Linked DNA regions of Bombyx mori: region 1 is linked to region 2. A link is a contact called in public Hi-C data. All regions are on one chromosome and are shown on one strand. Each heading gives the region's core, a stretch centred on a gene start, on an enhancer-like site or on the middle of the called end of the contact. The rest is flanking DNA. Distances are from core to core; before and after follow the strand shown. Region 1 holds the start of LOC101738992 (double-strand-break repair protein rad21 homolog). Region 2 has its middle 7.5 kb from the start of Cbz.

Region 1 (3,938 bases), core at 916-3,415, 48 kb before region 2:
TTTTTTAATTTTGAAATAAACTACTACTAATTGAATAAGAACTGTCTGATGAACTCATCTTTGTTTAATACTACACTATTAAATTTTATTTCCTTTTGTTTATTTCTCTTTTACACTAAACACAATATTGCAAATTACCCGAGCACAACAATGGCAGAGAATTTTAGGTGTGTGAGAGCAGACGTAGAAACTAACGCGCATGCGCACTTGTACCTCCTCCTCAGTACCCACAGAGGAAAAGTTACACTTTCATCCCTGTACAGCGGGAGGAAAACCGAATTTTCGGCATAGGTAGGACAAAAATATAATTTGTGTGATTACTGGTAGTAGGACCTCTTGTGAGTCCGCACGGGTAGGTACCACCACCCTGCCTATTTCTGTCGTGAAGCAGTAATGCGTTTCGGTTTGAAGGGTGGGGCAGCTGTTGTAACTATACTGAGACCTTAGAACTCATATCTCAAGGCGGGTGGCGCATTACGTTGTAGACGTCTATGGGCTCCAGTAACCACTTACAAAAACCAGGTGGGCTGTGAGCTCGTCCACACACCTAAGCAATAAAAAAAAATCTAAGGATGTATAAGATGATGAAGAAGGATAATAAATGAACTCTGATCTACACACTTATATCATATTTATTAAAACTGCAATTGCAGATGAATAGCTATAAAGATTATCTTAGATTATTAGAAAATTTTAATTGGTAGGTTATTATGTACCCTAAAAATCATGAATTACAATCATACCTGCTCCAGTCCACCTTCAGAACCAATACCTTCTCTCATAATGTCAGGATTATCAGTGTCAAAACCCATGTCTCCAAAGCCATCATCATGGGTGACAAGGTTTAATGATCCATAATCCTCACGCATCGTGATCTCTTCTGCTCTTGACTGGTTTAAAGAGAATTGGGCTTCAATATCAACCTCACTAAAACATTTTAGAATGGTGTAAATGTTATAACACAAGAAATGCACTTGAAAAAATACCATTTTATTTCATTAATGAAGTATGTCTATACTTCTTGTAAAGTTGTACAGTTTCAAAAGATAGAACAATTGAATTTTTTAGACTTTTGTGATATTTTGTAAATTAATTACAAATAACAACCAATAATCATAGTAATTTAATTATTCCTTAATAATAGCATTATTTTATCGTAATAATAACTAATAGAGGGAAATCAATAATATTGAGAATTTTTTAGCAAGCTTTACTGTGTTATTTTTGTCCACATATTACAGTATACTTACAGTACTACTGAACACTCCCTAACACTTTAATACTCACTTTAATTCAGGCATGGCTGTGTCAAAGTCATGAAAGACCTCTGGTAAGGTGATAGCATTCATAGCAGCCTCCCTGTGCTCTTCGGGAAGATCTACCATGCCAGGTCTGAAGGCCAACTGTTTAATTTGAAATTAAGATTTTTTTTTCAATTAAGTAAATTTAGATTTGGTAAACTTATTCACTACAATTGATTTAAAAAATGTGTACCTTAATCTTGACAAAAGCTTCGTTACAGTCTTGCAACAGATACTTGGCTTTTCTCGAGTAGATTCTCACAACTCCAAGCAAAAGGTGTCCAGAAGTACGCAATGCCATCTTCACTTTAGGCTTTAAAATACCATCAACTGATTTCTCGATATTAGTTTCAAATACGTGTGCTTTTGTCAATTTCTTATCCCAGTGGGCCGCCAGCCAAATCTTGGCCAGCGGACCCTTCTTAGCCAGCACAAAATGTGCATAAAACATGATGATAGTGGCACTTCCTGATCAAGAATCACATCAACACTTTTCTGAAATTATAAAATTAATTTAAATATTTATATATTGGGTTGCATATAACAAAGTATCAATTGCAGAACAATTTAGTAACGATAAACACCACAGCCTTAGATATTGTTTGGCATTTGTAACGAACAACTCGGAACAACAGTAAAGTAATTTGGCGCCTATTCTATTAATGAAGTGAATAATCACTTTTCGTAAAAAAATTATTAAAATAATTATTTTACAATCACAGTTATTGTAAAATATTATGTAAAATTATCATATTACCAATTATTTAGTCACACATTAAATATTTCACTTTTTACAATCAACGTAAACATGACAACAATTACGTTTTCAAGATGGTGTCCACTTGTGTTGCCAGTACAATTTTATTTTCAATTCGAGATAGGTATAAAGAGGAAAGAAATGAAACCGTTACTTTTTAATTGATGCTTAAAAAACGAAATTACATGAAATAATATTATTAATAAGTAATGTCTCAAAAAGTGGTGGATATCCACACTATCTGCTACAGTTAATGAAATTTTTGGAAGAAGTTTTGAAGTTTTGGAAGAAGCATTTAATGCATCAAACAAAATGGCTGAATGTGATGTAAAACAATTTAATCCAGTGTCTATATTTTGGAGAAAATTAAGAAAAATAGAAAGTGAAAAACCAAAAATTAGTAATAAAACATATATCAGTTATTTTGAAATTATTCTCCTCATTACCTTCGTAGCTACTGAAGGAACATTTTTTTTTTTCTTTTATGGATGAACGGGCACGCCTGTTTTCTTTAGCGCTGAGGAATCCATTTACGGATACCCGGTCAAGGGTGGTAACGGACCGGGCTATGTCGGGCTCCAGCGCCTCCAGAGAGGAAGTGGGAGACGAGAAAGTCAAGGTTCTTCACCTCCCCCAATTCCTCGCAGGAGACTACGCCTTGAAAAAGGCGCACGAGGCGCTCGCCCCGCAAAACCATCTACCAACTTAACCCCATCGAGCCTCACCGCACCGGCTACACCAAACCTACGGTACCGCAATGCGCGCCGAAAGTCCACCTTCACCGGTAGCCGTCCTGATGATACAACGGGACTTCATTTTTGTGAATATCCCGAAGGGCGTCGTTTCGGGAAACACGCCGTGGGCGACGCACAGGAGCCATCTTGCACCACCTCATCACCGGACCCATAGTTCGAATACCGAGCGCCCCCGCACCCGGAACTCAACAGCCCCTACGGTGGCTGAGCGAAAGCGTCACGTCTGCGCTGCCCACCCTACCTTAGTTGCTGAGAAGCTGAAGAAGGATCCTACTCCCTTTCGCACTCCTCAGCTTCACGGAACGCCATTACCAGGTCACAAAACCTGGCCATGGCCTTCCACGGATTCTAGTCCTCTATTTTTTTTTTATCTAAGCTGGTGGTCTAGAGCAGGGGTCGGCCTGTTTGTCCTTAAGGGCGCAATACTAAATTTGAAAATCACCGAGGGCGCATATTTTACAGATAATCAACAGGCATTAAAAAAGAGGTTTTTTAAAACTTTATTTTGTTGGTGTCATACATAATGATACATATTATTCAGTGTGAAACTATAACTATAATTAGGGATATAACTATAACTAACTTATAATTGGGGAGATATATAGAATTCCCGGTCCTTAAGCAATTATCTAAATGTGTAGTAGTACTTTTAAATGCACGGCCTACGCGTGGTCTATTCGAAATACGATCACACACTAACAAAAAATACGTGCGTCTTATTAGATACGCTCAAGGTTAGCAAACTGCTAATCTATGCACAATCCTAAACTCAACTGACTACTTGCTGTATATTGACAAGAATAAATTGCTCTGGCTATCATACATTTACATTAGTCCAGCGAGGGCGCATTACCGACCACCATTGCCGACCCCTGGTCTGGAGAAACCATATCAGCGTAACCTTAACTAGTAAGCGAGCTAACGGGACTCAAACCTGACGATGTTGCTAACACGAACTCTAGCAAAGAGCCGTGCTTCGCATAATCTACCACCGGATCGAAAACGCGACCCACTGAGAAGATCCGGCGAGAAACTCAGTGGGCTATGTCTGTGGGTTAATTTATTCGCCGAGCCCTTCGTCGCAAGCGACGGGTTCGCCGAGAACGATGACCGTTGCTTGGGGTA
Region 2 (3,594 bases), core at 605-3,104:
CTAATTCATGAGTCTTGGAATTTAAATTACTTTTAGGGTTTTACCTCGCATTTTTTCTTTTTAATCCCAGCGTTTCGAAAACTACCCAGTCTCTGCCCTTGTGGCAAACTAATTATCATTGTCAGTAATGTTTAAAAAAAATGGTCATTTCGTTTCAAGATGTACATATATAGATTTCACTAAATTAAATGTTACCTACTTAATGCATCTTTCACTATAAATTGCAGCAAAAAGTAATTATGTAATATTATGGATACAAGCCCAAGTAATCGATAAATATGTACGCATTGTTGGTGCATAGCAGCTGTTCATACCTTCGTTTTGATGAAATGGAACTAAATTTGTATTAAAAAGTAATAATGATCTATCATAGACCTAGATAGTAGGGACACGACATATTGTTCTATACGTACAATTGCTTATATAAATAGCACCCATTTTGAAGGCACATACATAAACATATATCTATCTCGTTCTTACTCAGCACTTTAACTCGCAGGAAAACAATATAACAGTATTTCAGTGCGTACATAAAATGAAACATGAATATACGTAAATATCTCCGTCTCCGTCTAATGAGGCCGAAAATCCGCCATGTTTAGCGCGCCAAATGTCATTGTCACGTCAGTTCGGTCGTCTGTTTTGGGTTGTACATTATTTATTGACTATGATATCGATTTAATATGATTGATTATATAAAATTTCATAATTTATCATGCTTAAAACATAGAAAAATAATAATTAAAACGTATTTTATAGGATCTCAAGAAAGTCGATGTCCTAAAACTATTATCTATATGTATTTAAATTCATTATGGAGCCCTCATCCGAAAAATCCATTTTTCGGTCGGAATCTATTGATCATGACACTAATCATAAATACCACTTTAAAATATGTCATCAAAACATATTTAGACATTCTGTTTAGATATTTCGGGAAAAAGGCTACCGACAAAATCTCTTCGGAACTATTGAAATAAAATAGTTTTATTCCGCAGTGAGTAAAACACTATTGTAAATTTGTTAAATATTTAATAATTAAGTGATTTTAGAGAGGAAGTCACAAGGAATGACGTTTGTAATTAATGAATAAATGTTCTGTAGGCGTGTTTTTTTTAAACGCGGTCCCTGGATAAGTTTAAAATTTGAATCACTCTCAAGCGAAAGTGATTCAAATGGTGCGGCGCACCTTCCTTGGGGTGCGCTGCGGTAGTATGTTACGGACTTTAGAGTCAGCAAAACAATTAAAATAGATTGTAATAGTCTAAGAAAAACACGTACTCAAAATACGATAACATTTAGCATGCTAGAAATGGGCTGATGGCTTTGAACTACGCCATATCTTTATGTTTTGCGACAAACGACAACTTTATAAAATCATTGTAGCAACTTTTAAAAATCATCATATCGTTTACTTGGCAAATTCGAAGGACGAACTTGTCTTAGATTTCACCCATCTAAATCATATCATATTTGCACATAACAATATACCTACTTACTTCCCATTAAAGTATAAATTCTACAAATAAATAATACTCAACAATATTTAAAATAAAATGAGCCAAGAACGTTTATCGATAAAACCTGATAACATTGTAATCTTTTGTACAGCACTAAAGCCGCCATGTTTTGTGGCCAGATGACGTCACAGTGGCACGAAATTTTGGTTGACGTTTCATTTCCATAGGTTTCCTACTTCATTGTGATCTATGATATATTGACACAACTAAAACATTATAACGTAAAAAAAAATTTGATTGTAGGTATTGTAACATTAATTTCTTTGTAATAAGTATGATCTGCTACATTTTCAATCATTCTATACCCACCTACCTACACTCTACAGTTTTTTTATCTATGTTTCAAATATGACATCCAGGGCATTGACATATTATTAGCTGTCACGCGAATGAGGTTAGTACATAGATTAAACACTTAATATATTTGAGAGGTTAGTAGGTACAGCAAGATGTTGTATGTATATTGTATATATATTGTTTTAGGTAAATCAACAGAGATCCTGTCATCAAACATTCTTAGCTAGGTACTCACTTAATTCTTAGTTAATATCTGTGACCTTGCTCGTTCACGAAGCCCGCTATAGAAAGCAGAGTATTAAATACACTTGACATTGGCGAAATCTAAAAGGAAACGCCATAAACATAAGAGATAGGTACAGTAAGAAAGGGTGATTAGGGATTGAGAGGTGAATGGGGAAAAAACCAGAAGGAAAAAAAAGGTTTTTTAATCGTTGCAAAATCTTCCATTTTTTGTAATGTAATGGTAGAATGTTGAAAGTTCACAAAACAACTCTGAATATGCATGATAATAGCTGCTAACTTATAAAAAATCGCATTTCAAATTAACTTCTTGTGGTGGTAATTATTTTAGTGCTAGAAACTTTGCTCTCTTTTATTTATTTGATAATAATAGAAGACGACTGTGATTTATAAATGTTATTTAGTGTTTGAACCATTATATATATTAAAGGTAAGTCTTAGTTGTTATTGGTTTTAATGTATTTGATAAAATAAAAATACATGTAAAAATCTGTTGTTTTTGGGGATATTGGGGACGTTTCAGGTACAAATAACAATGAAAAAGGGGTCAATTGGGATGAGAATAAGTGAAATGGAAGCGACCTAAGTATAAATGAGTACAGAGTTGTAGGGTTGTCTATGTAGTTACAACAATATTTTTTAAATTTGTTGGTAAGAATCTGGTTTATTCATGATGTTTTTGTCTAGAACTTTTATTCAAAATTATCAATGCAGTGTTATTTTATTGTTTGGAAAATATTTATATTATCAGTTACGCGTTGTTTTCTATTAGATATGCCTCGTATCAAAGATTCCAAATCCTTATAAGAGATATGATCCCTTAATATTAAAAACAGTAATAGAAGCCTATGAAATTAGGAATAAGTCTTTAGTTGAAATAGCTAAGCAATTTAACATAAGTAAGTCGCTTTTGCACAGACATTTTACAAGAACAATGAAATCTCAAGGTGGACAAAAATGTCTAAGTAATACATAATAAAATATATTAATATTTGTTCAGAGTGGGGGTATCCACCTGATTAATCCATGGAATAACAGACACACTTAATCTCTTAACCCAGATAAAAACATCAGCCCCTAAGTACTTACTAAGAACGAAGAAATATAAACCGCTTATAAGAAAGCCCACTCGTTCGAATTTAAGTGCTTACTCTCCCTTAAACAGAATCGTTTGCGACTACAATAATGTCCACGGTAGCGCGGTCTCCGTTAATGTTCATTCGGACTTGTCCGATTGCGCTGAACTAACTTTAAGTGATGAAATAGATGTTTTTTCTAATTGTGTCACAGCTTACAGAAAAAAATTGTCGCAGATAATTTCCCAAGTAAATATAAATTAATCATAAGTAATTAAATGTAATCAAGTTTTAGATATATATTTTTTATTTTTGTTGTCAATGCACTGTCGATTGCACCTATAATTGAGGTGACATGTGCCATGTACATTTGTCAGTTTTTCAATGTTTTTCATTGATGATCTCTTTGTTGGTGCATCTAAATAAATAAATTAATTAACACCAAGGAGTGCAGCCCT

The links. A called contact is a pair of places that touch in the nucleus more often than the background predicts.
Region 1: a contact with region 2 is called in a Hi-C map of whole pupa, with 1.9 times the contacts expected there. The contact joins the promoter of LOC101738992 here to the enhancer-like site in region 2. A contact is called at or near these places in 2 of 7 Hi-C or Micro-C datasets (middle silk gland and whole pupa).

The regions. Positions count from the first base shown.
Region 1 is chr6:4,173,901-4,177,838 of ASM3026992v2, reverse strand. It overlaps LOC101738992 (double-strand-break repair protein rad21 homolog), which reads right to left and starts at 2,165. Exons shown (of 21, transcript XM_012694182.3): 1 at 2,059-2,165; 2 at 1,495-1,796; 3 at 1,288-1,403; 4 at 744-927. The coding sequence starts at 1,752.
Region 2 is chr6:4,125,816-4,129,409 of ASM3026992v2, reverse strand. No RefSeq gene overlaps it. Among protein-coding and RNA genes, the nearest start is that of Cbz, 7.5 kb to the left of the region's middle. Within about 2 kb of position 1,854, at least 8 of the 8 cell types and tissues checked have open chromatin away from gene starts, as enhancers often do.